2 separate regions of the Pelodiscus sinensis genome follow, and region 1 is linked to region 2. A link is a contact called in public Hi-C data. All regions are on one chromosome and are shown on one strand. The core of a region is the stretch at or near the end of the contact, and the rest is flanking DNA. Distances in the headings are between cores, read along the strand shown. Region 1 holds the start of TERF1 (telomeric repeat binding factor 1). Region 2 holds the start of RPL7 (ribosomal protein L7).

Region 1 (6,761 bases), core at 2,642-5,141, 200 kb before region 2:
CCCCAAGCCTTGCCCCAGATTATAACCACCTCCTTCACCCAAACTCCCTCTCAGACCCCACACTCCCTCCTGCACCCCAGTCCTCTATCCCAAGTTCCCTTCTATACCCCACCCACTGTCCCAGACCTCGTTACTCCTCCGCAGAAGTGTGGCCCTTGACCACTTACCAAAATCTTGGAGTGGCCTCCCTATTAAAAAGTATTGCCCGCCCTTGGGCTAGAGTGTTGGACTTCATGGACCTAGAGGAAAATAGCGTTAAAAGGAATAGCCAGAATGGATTTGCCAAGAACAAATAATGTTAAACCAAGCTAATTTCCTTCTTTGACAGAATTATTGAGCTAGTGGATTGGAAGAAGCAGGATATATGGTAAATCTTGATTTTAGTAAGGCTTTTGACACAGTCCCACATGACATTCCCAGAGAAATATGGTCTAAATGAAATTACTATAAGGTAGGTGCACAACTGGTTGAAAGACTGTACTCAGATAGCAGTTATCAGTAGCTCTGTATCTAAATGGAAGGGTATATCCAGGAGAGCACTAAGGAGAAAGTCTGGGAATAGATGTTTTTTAATATTTTAATCAATGACTTGGATAATGGAATGAGGAGTATGCTTATAAAATGTATGGATGACAAGCTGGGAGGGGTTGCAAGCACTTTGGAGGACAGTATTAGAATTCAAACCAAATTGAAAAATTAGAGAATTGGTCTGAAATAGACAAGGTTAAGTTCTGTAAAGACAAGTACAAAGTACCACATTGAAAAAGGAAAAACTAATTGCAAAATTACAAAATGTGGAATATTAGCTAGGTGGTAATCTGTTGAAAATAATGGGGAGTTATAGAGGATCACAAATTGAATATGTCAGCAACATGATGCACTAGTGAAAAAGACTAATATCATCGAGAGGCGTTTTACAGGTTGTCATACTAAAGAGACAGATGATAATTTGTCCCACTCCAGTCAGCAGTGATGAGACCTCAACTGGAGTACTGCATCCTTTCTTTGAAGTATGATGCCTAGAATTGATGTGCATACTTTGGAGATTGTCCTGAGGAGGACAACAAAAATGATCAAAGGTTTAGAAACCATGATCTATGAAGGTTAAAAAAGCCAGCTGTTTTGTTTTAGTAAAAGTTTATATACAATCCTACACATTTGGAATTTGGACTTCATAAATAAATGTATAATTTTAATATCTGGTTGTCACCCATATTAATAATTTCTAATACCAACAGCATATAAAGACGTAAGAAATCAAAATCTAGTCAGTCCTGGCTTCTGAAGTTGCAAATTTCTTATGGCGGCAGCTATAGAACAGCTGCTCTGGTTCTCCCTACCTTGCAGAGAAAATTCTGCCAGTGTCTGTCCCCACTGGGATAGCTTATGAAAGGCCAGTTTATTACAGGTCTTAAAGTGGCTCCAGAATGTGTACCTTATAAAATACTGGAAAAATGTACTACTAGGAGAAAGGTTACTCAGTATTTAAAAAAAGTAACTAATGGGCCAGCTCTAGATCTTGAATGTGATAAAAAATAAGATTTTAGTCACTATAAGTAACAAAGAAGTTAGCAAACAAAATCAATTTTCTAGCGATAAACAATAAAAAGAACATATTTATGGATTTTCCATAATGTTGTTGAATGCTTAGCTTTACCCAAGAAGATTTAAAATATGTAGCACTGTATGAATTGTGTAGACAATATCACTACGTGTGAAAAAAGTTTCATTTGAAAATTTCCCAAAAGGGAAAATTGAAAGGGAGTTTTTGGCTAAATTACATTTTCTGTCCCCACCTAAAATTTCCATATAGTGTCAACATATCACCTGTGTAGCAAATGGAGCTGATTGACTGGGCAGGGCTGATTAATCACCTGTGAAGCTGTGCTGCCTCCCAGTTTAGAGGGAACACCACTGTGTAGCCTCCTGAATGTATTAACGTTATTTTGACATTCATTTGATATTTGTCTCAGAGTGAACCCCTTTGTTATTCATATATTTCAGTATACTTTCTGCAACATCATCTTTCACAAAGATTAAGCTTTTGCTGATTGGCACTTAGTGAAAAGGAACTGTATCAGTTTTATACTTTTAAATGACAGAAAAATATTCTTTCTTCATTTGGCAACATGTTGTTCCAGCACTACATTCAGTTTTATCCAATTATTCACATTACATGCTTTGCATCCTCGGGGATTACTTCAATCTTTGATCCTTTCTACATTTTTTAGATGTAGCTGGATAAGTCTGTCTCTTCCCTCTGTCATCATTTTCGATGCTTTCACGATATAATGTAGTGCCATTCCTCAAACCCTTACTTTCCCTCAAGCCTTCTAACACAGGGTTACGCTAACCAGTGAAGCCAGAAAATCACAATAGTTTCAGCACCTTATTTTCCTGAGGAGGTACAGTTTTCTAGCTGTTAGTTCCTGGCAAACCAAGCAAAGAATGTAAATTACAGACACTAGAACTGCTGGAATTTCTGCCTTCTAGACAAGAACAGTTTGGGATGTTCTTAACCGTTTCATGGAAATGTTCATGATCTAGGGTCAGATTCTGGTCTAAGTAACAACAGTGTAAATTGGTAATAATTCCACTGAAGTCAATGGAGATACTCTCTATTGCACCAATATGACTGATCAGAAACTGGTCCATAGTTTTGTAATCCTTCTGCCAGGTAGCGCCGGCAGCATCCAGGACCAGGTTTAATATCTAGGGGTTCCTTTTCATCCATCTCACACAGAACCGACTAGAGCCCCCACCCTGTAGCATGGGAAATTCACACACCCCTGAGCGCCTCTGGGAGGCAATGCTTCCCCACTCACAAGCACAGAGTCTGAGCGTAGAAAATAAACTTTTAATGAAAGAGGGAGAGAAGTTACATGGCATTAGCTAGGGAAAATACCACAACCAGAGTTCATACCCCCACGAGTAACCATCCCAGTTCAAATGGATTGTGCATTTGTCTCCTTTGTCTCTGACTCACTAGTCCAACAATAGAGAGGTAGCCATGATCTTGCTAAAACAAAAGGAAAAGGAATTTCCACTACATGCATCTGACGAAGTGGGTCTTTGCCCACAAAAGCTTATGCTCCAACACTTCAGTTAGTCTATAAGGTGCCACAGAACTCCTCGCCACTTTTGCAGATTCAGACTAACACGGCTACCCCTCTGATACATAAAATGAAACAAAATTATGCTGACAGAAAAGTGTGTCTGTAGGCTGTTCTATGCCTGTAGGTATGTTCTAAGCTGAACTCCTGCTGGTTTACACGGTATCTCCAGTAGGTGGCTCTTCTTGCATAGCTTTGCCATCAGAGAGTCTGTAGGAACACAACAAAGAGTGAAGAATCTAGGCTTTAATTTATCTTAAACTACTTTTTTATTGCATGTTCCCAAGTTACACACAATTACAAAGAAAACAAAATACATCTATGTTACGAGAATCTTACTTAGGAGCACTCACACGTTAAAGGGCTAGATATAGCGCTACCCGTTCAAATGTAATTTTCCCCACTTATCCATGCATGCACCCAACTGGGAAAAGATTTGTAAAAGGAGCTACAGAAATTATTGTAAGTCTAGAAAGCCAGAAACTTAAGAATCTCTATATATTTATCAATGAAACGATTAAACAATGACTTGATTGCAGCCTACAAGTAACCACCTAGGGAAAAGATTTCTGACAGCAGAGGGCTCTTTAATCTAGGGAGCCACGTGTGACGTCTCGAGCCTCCCAGATCCCACCCCAGTAGCATTACCTAGCCAATCAAAGCCCCGCGCACGGGAGTTGTATTGATTGAAGGCGTGAAGTCCCGCGACAGGAAGTGACGTTAGTGAGGGCGGAAAAGGCTCTGCTGCGGGAACATTTACGGGCACGGACCTGACGCAAATTGGGTGTGGGGTTTGCAAGGCGGAAGAGGCGGAGCCTGAGCGAAGCGGTGACGCACAGATTTCTCCCACTCTGTGCTGTTGTCGCTGGCGAGGCGGGGCCTGAAGCGGTTGGCGGCGGCGGATTTGAAAATGGAAAGCGGGGCTGAGGCGGAGCTGGGCGGTGCGCGGGCCCGCGGGGGCGCGGAGGAGGAATCGGGGGCGCGGAGTCCCCCTGGCCCGCTGTCCCCCGCGCTGCTGGCGGAGGTGGAGGCTGTAGCCGGGGGCTGGATGCTGGATTTCACTTGCTACGCGCTGTGCCGGCACTTCCGGGAGGGGCGTACGCGGGACTTCGAGCGGAGCCGGGACACGGCGCAGGGTGAGAAGGGCGGGGGCGGGTTGCGGCCTCGTGCCCTGTATTTGGCCCGGCCTAGGCGGCGCGTGTTGCCGTGGGGCGCTTCCCCGCTGCGCGTGCGCCTGGCCGCGCAGAGCCCGCCCCGCTCGGGCCCCTGGGAGCCCGCCGTATGGGGCAGAGCCAGCCCCAGTTGCCACTAGTGGGCCTGCTAGTGAGATACTCGGCTGCAGCCTTGGGGGGGCTCAGGGCGGAAGGGGGGCTGTGATATAACAGAGCCTGTAAGTGGGGGGAGGGCCCTCAAAGAAGGAGTGGGTATGCGTGGGGTACAGGATTCAGGGTCGCTGTGTATGAGGCGGGGTGTAAAAAGCAGGTAATTGGGTAACTACTCAGAAACAGCAGTTACATACACCCACAGCCTGGCATGGCAGCAGGCTCCTGCCTATCGGCCCCGCTCCCCTGGGAACTGACTGCTGTCCCATGCTGCTGCATGCTGATACAGAGTAGGTAATATTTAAAAAGCAGGTAATTGAGTAACCATGTAACCACTGAAAAATTCAGCAGTTACACCCACTGGCAGTGTGGGGCAGCAGCTAGCTCTCTGGGAGCTGGTGCACACCAGGAGCCAGCTTAAAAGCTGCTTAATAGCCCAGACTGGCTTCCGCCTGCCTGCCTACCCAATTACCCACTTATTAATGTCCCTATATGAAGATAAGAAGGGTCATACTGCGTCAGACCAAAGATCCCATCTAGCCCAGTATCCTGTCTGCCGACAGTGGCCAATACCAGATGCCCCAGAGGGAGGAATCACAACAGGTAATCCTCATGTGATCCCTCCCTTGTCACCCACCTCCAGAGAAACAGGCTAGGGATACCACTCCTAGCTAATAGCCATCGATGGACCTAATCTCCATGAATCTATCTAGGTCTTTTTTGAACCCTGTTAAAGTTCTAGTCTTCACTGCATATTCTGGCAAGGAATTCCACAGGTTGGCTGTGCACTGAGTGAAGAAAAACTGCCTTTTGTTTGATTTAAACCTGCTGCCCGTCATGGCAACTGTTGGAAGACAGGATATGGGCAAGATAGACCTTCCTGCTGACCCAGTATGGCTTTTCTTATAATAGAGCCAACAGCTGCTAGGCAGGATGGGCAGACATAGTATCCCTGCACTCTATTTGCCAGGAGCTGGGGATGGGCAACAATCATTTGATTGCCTCTTTTGTTCATTCCTTTTGAAGTACCTGGCATTGTCTTGTCTTCCAACAGCAGCGGCCACTGGGCTAGATAAGACCATTGATCTGACTCAGTAGGGCCATTTTGATGTTCTTATAGAACCCTGATGTATCTGCTTCTGCTGTAACCTATTAGACCTGTTTCCCTTCCAGAGCTAAGAGCGAGTCCTGACAGTGTCTGTCTTTCTGAAGAGTTAGTAGCCCAGAAGTTCCCTTCAAAATTGCCACCTACCTCTTCCTCTTCTCAACCTACCTTTCCTCCACATATGGGCACTCCCAAGTTACAAACATCTGACTTACAAACATCTGCTCATTAAGGATGTTAAATTGTGGTTATATAATCATGTAGTGAATAAGGAACCTTGGCCAGCTGTGGGCAGAGCCTCCCCTACTCCACCCTCCCTCTGCCTCTTAGAGGCAGCCGGGACTGATGGACAGGTGGCACCTCAGAGATGGTAGTAGGGTACCTGCACTGGTTCCTGTTTCTCTTCGCCTCCTCTTGCTGACTCTGAGGCAGTGGGGGGCGGAGTGAGTAGTAGATATGCCAATCAACTACTCACTTACATCCCTACTGCTCATACAAACAAAAGCTCACCTGCAGCCTCAGGGGAGCAGGCAAGAGGCACAGGTGGTAGCGAGCAGCACAGTGCTGGCTGAAGGACTCTGGAAGAGCAGGGGGCCATTGTGCAGTCAGCAGTTAGAAAGAAGTGATGCTTTGAAGGAGGAATTACTACTTCTCGCCAGCTGCACAGCTGCCCCCAATCCTCCAGCCTGTGCTCATGCTGCTCACCACATCCAGGTAAGAAGGGGTTGGATACAGCCTACAGAAGATGGGGTGGAAGATGGGGGATGGGGTGGTGCACAGCCCATGGGTCATAGGTGCTAAGGATTCCTAGAAGTCCCCTTTGGATTCTCTACCTACCTCTTCAGCCTCTAATTAAACCTCCGTTTCCTCAAGCACCAGCATTCAAGGTTAAATAAGCTTTCAATTTTTCATTGCAAATAGAGTTTCAGCTACAATACGGGTTGAATAGGCTTTTATGACTAGCCTGGGAACCTAACTGACACTTATAATATTGTTTCTATGGGAAACTGCATTCAGAAATCCAAACAACCAACTTATGAATGTGTTATGTCCCAAATGTTCATTTATAAGTTGGGGACTTTTACATTAACATTTTACACCTAACCAGGTAGAGAAGTGAACAACTGGTCAACTATTTGATAAGCAAATGCTTATTGGATAGTCAACTAGTCTATCAGAAAGAGGCAGCAAGGAGGCGGAAGAAGAGGGGTACTTCAAAGT
Region 2 (7,497 bases), core at 2,084-4,583:
TATCACCTAATAAACCATCTTGTTAGTCTTTAAACTGCTGCATAGTCCTGTCTTTTGTTTCATCAAAGCAGGAAGGTGATACTGTCAATTCAGAATTCAGTGCTCCCATCAGTAAACATCCAGGGATATGGTTCTACTTCAATAAGAACCAGATAGGCCCTTCTTTAAACAGCTTTTTTCTTTGGATCACTTGGTTTCCCTCTCATAGTACATCTTTAAACAAGCTGTTCTGAAACATGTGGAAAGAGATTTCTATGGTGCCTCGTTAACAATGGCCTGCACTAGGGATGTAAAAGGGTAACTGGTAAGCCTCATCCTTAACAGGTGATCCTTACCAGTTCATGTTTACTGGAAGGGGCTGTAAGAGCTCCCTGCCTGCCCTAGCAGGGGCTTGAGACACCCTTTCTGGGAAAACTTCACTGCAAGCTCCGCAGTATGAAGCTGAGCCTGCAGTGTGTGTAATTGTGTAACCGCTAAGATCTTAAAATGATTTTTACATCCCTAGTCTGCAGAGTTATTCATATTATCCAGTTTATGTCATAAAAGTAACAAATACTCATTTTTGCAATGTTGCAGGTATATAATAGAACAAGCATGAGAACAATTTAAATTGGTAGACAAACATGTTATTATCATTACATTACAAGATGAAATGTAAATGAAGATAATTCACTCCATGCACAGTGCTACTTTAACTCTTCACTGACAATGCCAAAACATGGGCTTCCTTCCGAACACGCGGGTGGGTGGGTGTGGCATTAGGAACTAGACTGAGTGAACAAGACTTCTGCTAGTACTATAAATCCACATCACTTGGGTGATTTACCAGTGGATGGCTTTTATTACAAGTTACGTGAACTTTAATGCTGGAAGGCAAATTTCCCCACATATTTAATAAAATGTAACCATAGTCCAAAATATTAATTAACTTACCCTCTGATTCTGATCACAAAGGCCAGTTTTGGTTCAGCAGGTACATAGTAATTGCCAGCTTTGCGTGCCATTCGAGCCATACGAATCTCACTTCTGTACATTTGCCTGTACTCCTTGTGATAGGCCTGAGCTCTTGCATAAATGAGTTTTCTTTGTGCTTTACGAAGCTGAAATTAGGCGTAAAATATCATTCAAAAATTCATATGTAGCTGCTGTATACCAACAGGTCATTCATAATTATGTTAGCCTACAACAACTCAATTGTATTATTGCAAGTGGTCAATAAAATATGTAAACTGCCGCCACCACGGGCTCTTCTACATTGGCCCCTTTTCCGGAAGCGGCATGTTAATTTCAGCCATCGTAGTAGGGAAATGCGCGGGGGATTTAAATATCCCCCGCGGCATTTAAATAAAAATGTCCGCCGCTTTTTTCCGGCTTTTAGAAAAGCCAGAAAAGAGCGTCCACAATGGCCCCGATCCTCCGGAAAAAGCGCCCTTTTCCGGAGGATCTTATTCAAAGTAGGAATAAGATCCTCCGGAAAAGGGCGCTTTTTCCGGAGGATCGGGGCCAGTGTGGACGCTCTTTTCCGGCCTTTCTAAAAGCCGGAAAAAAGCGGCGGACATTTTTATTTAAATGCCGCGGGGGATATTTAAATCCCCCGCGCATTTCCCTACTACGATGGCTGAAATTAACATGCCCCTTCCGGAAAAGGGGCCAGTGTAGACGTAGCCCACCAGTTTTAAAGAGGCAGTGATGCCTGGGGTCAGCTGGGGGACTGTAGTCTTTTACATCCTTAATCTCCACCACAGTGTATTAGAATTGCCTTTATTGTGAAACAATTAAAAAGCTTATTACAATATTTACCTTCTTTTGAATCACTAGCCTCTTCAGACGCTTGGCCTTTATATCTGCAAAAGCCTTTCGCTTTTTTAAAAGGCTTTCTGGAACAGAAGGCACCTTCTTTCCTCTAAATTAAAAAAAACAACAACAAGACTTGAGGGTTTATTTATAGATTGATTTCATATGACAAGTAATGAAAGATGTATCTGCAAATTTAGCTTAAATAAGAATTAAGCAGCTTGGATATATATAAATCACACAAACACACCCAGAAATTAAAATGCAGTTTATAATTACATGCCATCTCCCCGCATCTTCAATTGTTTAGGGTCTCACTCAGGACTGAACTCCTGTGTAACATTTTAATATGCACTTACTTACAGCATCTTTCATTTACAGATAAGGAAACCTGTATTGCTGTATGCGACTGAACAGCTACATCACACCATAAGGTAACTGCCCTTTATTGCTACTTCTAGGCATTTATAAAGCAATCACTTATCTGAATATGTAAAAGCACCAAGCAAACTGACAGTCTACCAACCATGCTCCCTTTCAGACACCACTTGGGAATCTGAAAATATTTCCTCACTTCATTCTACTTAAAATCATTCTGGCTTAAAACTGAGGCAAACTCTTACAAAAAACAGATCTTGCATCTAGCTCTGAATACAAATCAGCCCAGGGCCAGCCCAAGAACCACTGACAAATAGTTGCAATAGTGGCAGGAATGATCACTGGATATAGCCTGAATATCAATTAAATCTTATATTTTCTTATGAAGGAAACCCAAGTTCATTATTACTAAGGTTTGTAATTCAAATTTAAGCTTTACAGAAGTGTGTCAAAGACTCTTAGGAAATCACTTAGTGTTAGAATAATAATTGTGAAGTTTGTTCATTTACAGCTACATTGTGACCCTTAATAAATGGGCACAATCCCACTTGGTCAATACATCTAAAGGCAGCATCTAGCCCTAAAGCATCATACAGCACATTAACGAGGCAATAAAGGAAAGGACAGACTACAGTTTCAGAAGATCCTGCCCATAGGATACAGCCCGGAGAGGCTGTACATGCTACTGTCCCATCACATCATGATGGTCCCTGAACCGCGACACCATCAATAGCCGCAGCCGAGACACTTTCGCCTTAATCACAAGGGCCCAACGCAGTCAGGCTGCTGCATCCCTGCTCATCCAGAAGACTCTATCAAGTCCTCTCTGCACCAGGCGAGGCGACCCAACCGCCCTGCCACCCCAAACCCAGGCCGCTCCGGCCGCACGCAGGCCTGGGCCGCCGAGAAAGGACGGAGGGGGATCAATACGGGCGGTAGCGTGGGAGCAGCGCCCCGGCTGTCGGGTTCGAGGAGCCGGCTCGAGGATAGAGACCGACACGCTACGGATGGAAGTGGATTTTCCCTGTGAAGCTGCTGCACTTACTCTACACCCGCCATGATCCCGACCGGAAAAGAGAGGGCATGCGCATGCGCGTCCCGTACTTAAAAAATCGGACCCGGGCAGGGACCAACGTAAAAAAGCCCTGGCATTTAGCTGTCCTCGCAGTGCCTGGATACAATTCAGGAGTAGGGAGGTGACTACTCAAGTGCCTGGGCTACAGGTAGCCTAGTCAGGTGACCAAATTAAGGGAACTTAAGAGTTGGTTGTGAATGTGAGAGCTTAAAGCGAAGGGCTCAAAAATCTCACACAGAGTAAACTTCTACAGATCTGGAGGAAAAAGGCAATAAACACTTCCCTTAAAACATCACCAAAGCCCCTCTACCTATCAGTGATACTTGCCTACAGCTTCATCATGCTGAGTTAGGCACACTCCACAATTCCCACAATATTTAGGCCCAGAAATGTAATTTAAAATGTAATCTCTATTGTTATTGACGTAAATAGTTAATTTCCTTGGTGTGACTGATTATCCTTAGCTCTAAAAATGTTCTATAGGACTAAATCCTGACCCTGGGTGTTAATATTAACTTCAGTGGGATCAGGGTTATTATTTATTATTATTTATTTTTGTCATATACTAATAATGTATTCTGTACACAACACAAAAAACAGTTCAGGCTGTTCAAACAGTCAGTATAGAAAGACACTTTCTTATTGTTGTTATTTCATTTATTTATGAAGCCTAACTAGTGTTAAGCTTGCATAAAGGAATCATTGTATAATTTTGTTAATTTTATTTTGGGACTTGGACTTAAGGTGAGAAAAGGGACTGAAAATTGGACAAAGTCCCAGATTCATAAACATTTATGCACAAATTTAACTTCATTAGTGTGAATTATCCTACAGACTTAAATGGGACTTTAAGTCTTTTGCCATATTGGGCACCAAGTCTCTTTAGGTTCCATATCCACCTGTGTAACCATTGTGCACTTAAAATCATTTAAGGCATCACTGTCATAAACAGATAAACTTCAATGGCATTGAATCCACTTAACTAAAATAATCTGTTCATCTAAGTACAGTATTTCTACAGGCTGCAACTCACTGTACTCTAGAGTACAAATCTTACAAATGCTTGCATGTGGATGAAACTTTATTCCAGTTTTCTCGTTGACTTCAGTGGAACTGCATATGGAGTAGAGTTACATACATGCAGAGCAATCCCATTGAAAACAATGGAACTATACCATTCCGTGTAAGGGTCAAGCAGTTTGTCCCAGAATAATTAACAGCGTTACTATTGTTTTTCTTTATTTTGTTTGTTTCAAGCATCCAAAAATATGCTGTTAAGCATATATTGTAAAAGGATGAATTAATCATAAATGACATTTGAACAGTTAGTATTATAGATGTAAAACAAATGGTAATACGAATGTATATTAGTAGAGCACGTTATTCTCATGAATCTTACTAAAACTAGTTTAATACCAGGGGAATTAAAATACATTTACAAGTATATGTTTAATTACATTGTTATATTAGAATAACTATTATCCTATAGACAGAATTTCACTGTCAATAAGACACGGAAGTTTTTTTTCTCTGTCGAGCACCGCAAGCTGATTCGTTCAGCAGCTTACACATCATCTTCAAACACCAGTCTCGCCCGGGAAGCAACGTGGCCGATGCCGACTACAAAGCCTCTCATACCAAGTTCCACCTTGGCTACGGCTCCCGGACGTGTTGGAAGGCTGTAAGCCGAACTGCATGCTGGGACATGCAGTCCCTGAAAGCCGCTGGACTCAAGGAAACGCATTGCACTCTGGGACCTGTAGGTTAAGGGGATCGCTTTGCATGCTGGGACATGCAGTCCCTTCCAGTTGCCCAAGCTGGAAGTTTTGGCGGACAGTCAGGGCTCGCCTTTGCAAGCCAAGCGCTAGGTCCGCGCCATGGAGAGATGCGCCCGATGTCGCCTGACAGAATGTGGGCCGAGAAACCCGCTGAGCAGCAGGGAGCTCTGGTCCGGGGCTGCGCTAGGACGGGGCCGAGGCTGGGGTGCGGGCCGCCGGGTGTGCGTGTCAGGCAGCGGCGGAGAGTGGCCGTGGGAAGATGTTGATGGAACTGGGGACAAATCGGTTGCTGCTGGGGGGTGGCGTGACCGACTCCCCGGGCTGTGGGAGAAGATGGGGTGGGCAACGCTCAGGAAGGGGCTGGCGGGGCACCAGGGGGCCTGCACTGGTGTCGGGGGGGGGGGAGCTGGCGGTAGGAAGGGGTGGGGCTGTGCTGGTGGGTGGGTTGGCCTGGGGGGGCGGTGGAGGCGGAAATGGGCTGGGGGAAGATCTGGGAATGCAAAGTGGGCTGGGCTGGGGGAGGGCCTGGGAATGTGGTGGGGGAGGGGACCCGTTTCTTAGCCGTGGGTATATAGCGCGCGGAGCGTGGAGATGCTCCCTTCCAGTGGCGGGGCGCAGAGCGCTGGAGGAAGGAGCTAGCTCGGGGCGAAGGCATTGGGGAAAGCGGCGCCTCCTTCCCTGGCCGAGCAGCGGAGGTGCTCCTTGAGCCTGCGTTCCTGCTAGCTTTTCCTTAGCCAGTGCTAGCGGCAGCGAACGGGCAGCTAGCCCCGGCTGGCTCTGGGCAAACTTAGGGCGGCTTGACTGGGCTGAACTTGCTGGCTTGCGTGTGGCTTGGCGAGGAGCCGCAGCCCGGGCGAAGGAAACCTGGTGGCATAGGGAGCTTGTTCCTCTTTGAAGTCTCCCTGCCCGGAGCCCCGCAGCCGCTACCGAGCAGGCAGTGGCAAGCTCCGCGCTTTCCAGGCAGTAGCAGCACCAGGTGCCGGGGCTGGTAGTGACGCCTAGGAGCCCGGGCAGTGCTTAGTGTTAGGATAGTGGGTGTCCGCGCAGCCTCTCGCCTCTTCTAGCTCCTGAGGGCAGGCTTTGCACGGCCCCTTGCGCTGCACGCTGAGCGGACTGTGCCACGGTTGCCGGTGTCCCTTAAGCTCACTAGGCTCCACGCGGCTTTGGGGAGAGGGGACTGTTTCTGGAGAGGGGGAGTGCGGAGCCCCGTGGAGCGCAGAGCAGGCAGGCTCCCCTTCCCGTGGTAGGCAGCTGAGCCCTTGGGAACAGCGCTGCAAGCATGAACATCCTGCTGGAGTTCTTCGTAGTCACTTTCAAAGTGCTCTGGGCGTTCGTGCTGGCTGCGGCCAAGTGGCTGGTCAGGCCCAAGGAGAAGAGTGTGGCGGGGCAGGTGTGTCTCATCACCGGGGCAGGCAGTGGCCTGGGCCGCCTCTTCGCCCTGGAGTTCGCCCGGCGCCGGGCACTGCTGGTGCTGTGGGACATCAACACGCAGAGCAATGAGGAGACGGCAGGCATGGTGCGCCACATCTACAGGGAGATCTCCGAAGAGGCCACTGCCACTGCCCAGCAAGGTAAGTGCGCTGCCCGCGTCAGGCACGGACAGCCGTGACGTATTGTGCCCCTCGGTCTACATGCTGATGTATCTTGTGGTCGTAACATAAGTGTTAGCTATATCTCACCCCCTGGTCTTCTCTTCCTTTCTTCTCTCCTCCCCTAATAAATGTAGGGACTATAAAACAGCCACTGCTGCATATCCGGGGACAGCGTGGCTCTGGGTTAGGGACTCTTGCTGGGTTAGTCTCCCATGAAGAAGTGGTATTACCTGCCAGCCTGCCTTTTGGGGAACAGAAGAATGGCACTAAATCTGAGGGTGCTCAGCTAAGTGGGAATGGGGGGTCAGTGAGAAGCACTGGGTCTGGAACTAAGGGTCCTAGGCATGCTGACGCACTCCCTGGCTTGAAGTGGTTTCCATTAAATACAAGGCTTACAGTCTGGTTCAGTGGTTTTCAGTGTCCACATTCTAAAAATTGTTCCTGTGAAGAATTAGTCCCAGTTTACAGTGTGTGGGGAGTATTTTGGTCAGAGGTGGCATCTGGAGATGGCATTTAGTTTTATGAGAAATTAGGAGGAATGTGTACAAAACTGTCTTTCACCTGCTTCTGGAAGGGTAGCTAAATGAGGTGTTTATAAGAAAATCACTTGCATTACCATAGTGGTGGTCCTCCTTCCAGGAAAGGAGAAATGTTAATTAGATGTGAGCATCCAGAGGGTTTATTTCTGGGATTCTTTAGCACTTGTGACCGTCTCCCCACCATCTGCCTAATGGTGATCAGGGGAATGGTTTGTGACTTAAACCAGATTGGATTTGGCATTGTTCTACAAACCCAGCTGTAAGTAAGGATTTCATCTCCCACTCCCACTTATATCTGACCACCCAAGAAGGAGTGGGGTTTGTGTGCTTGTATTCCTTGC

The links. Hi-C and Micro-C count contacts between places; a contact is called where the count stands out from the background.
Region 1: a Hi-C map of blood shows a contact between it and region 2, with 5 times the contacts expected there. The contact joins the promoter of TERF1 here to the promoter of RPL7 in region 2. A contact is called at or near these places in 3 of 5 Hi-C or Micro-C datasets (blood, liver and an unstated tissue).

The regions. Positions count from the first base shown.
Region 1 is chr2:54,269,139-54,275,899 of ASM4963464v1, reverse strand. TERF1 (telomeric repeat binding factor 1) reads left to right here and starts at 3,891. Exons shown (of 10, transcript XM_075920523.1): 1 at 3,891-4,249. The coding sequence starts at 4,024.
Region 2 is chr2:54,065,496-54,072,992 of ASM4963464v1, reverse strand. RPL7 (ribosomal protein L7) reads right to left here and starts at 3,333. Exons shown (of 8, transcript XM_075920526.1): 1 at 3,218-3,333; 2 at 1,801-1,903; 3 at 934-1,100. The coding sequence starts at 3,231. It overlaps RDH10 (retinol dehydrogenase 10), which reads left to right and starts at 5,570. Exons shown (of 6, transcript XM_075920522.1): 1 at 5,570-6,596. The coding sequence starts at 6,305.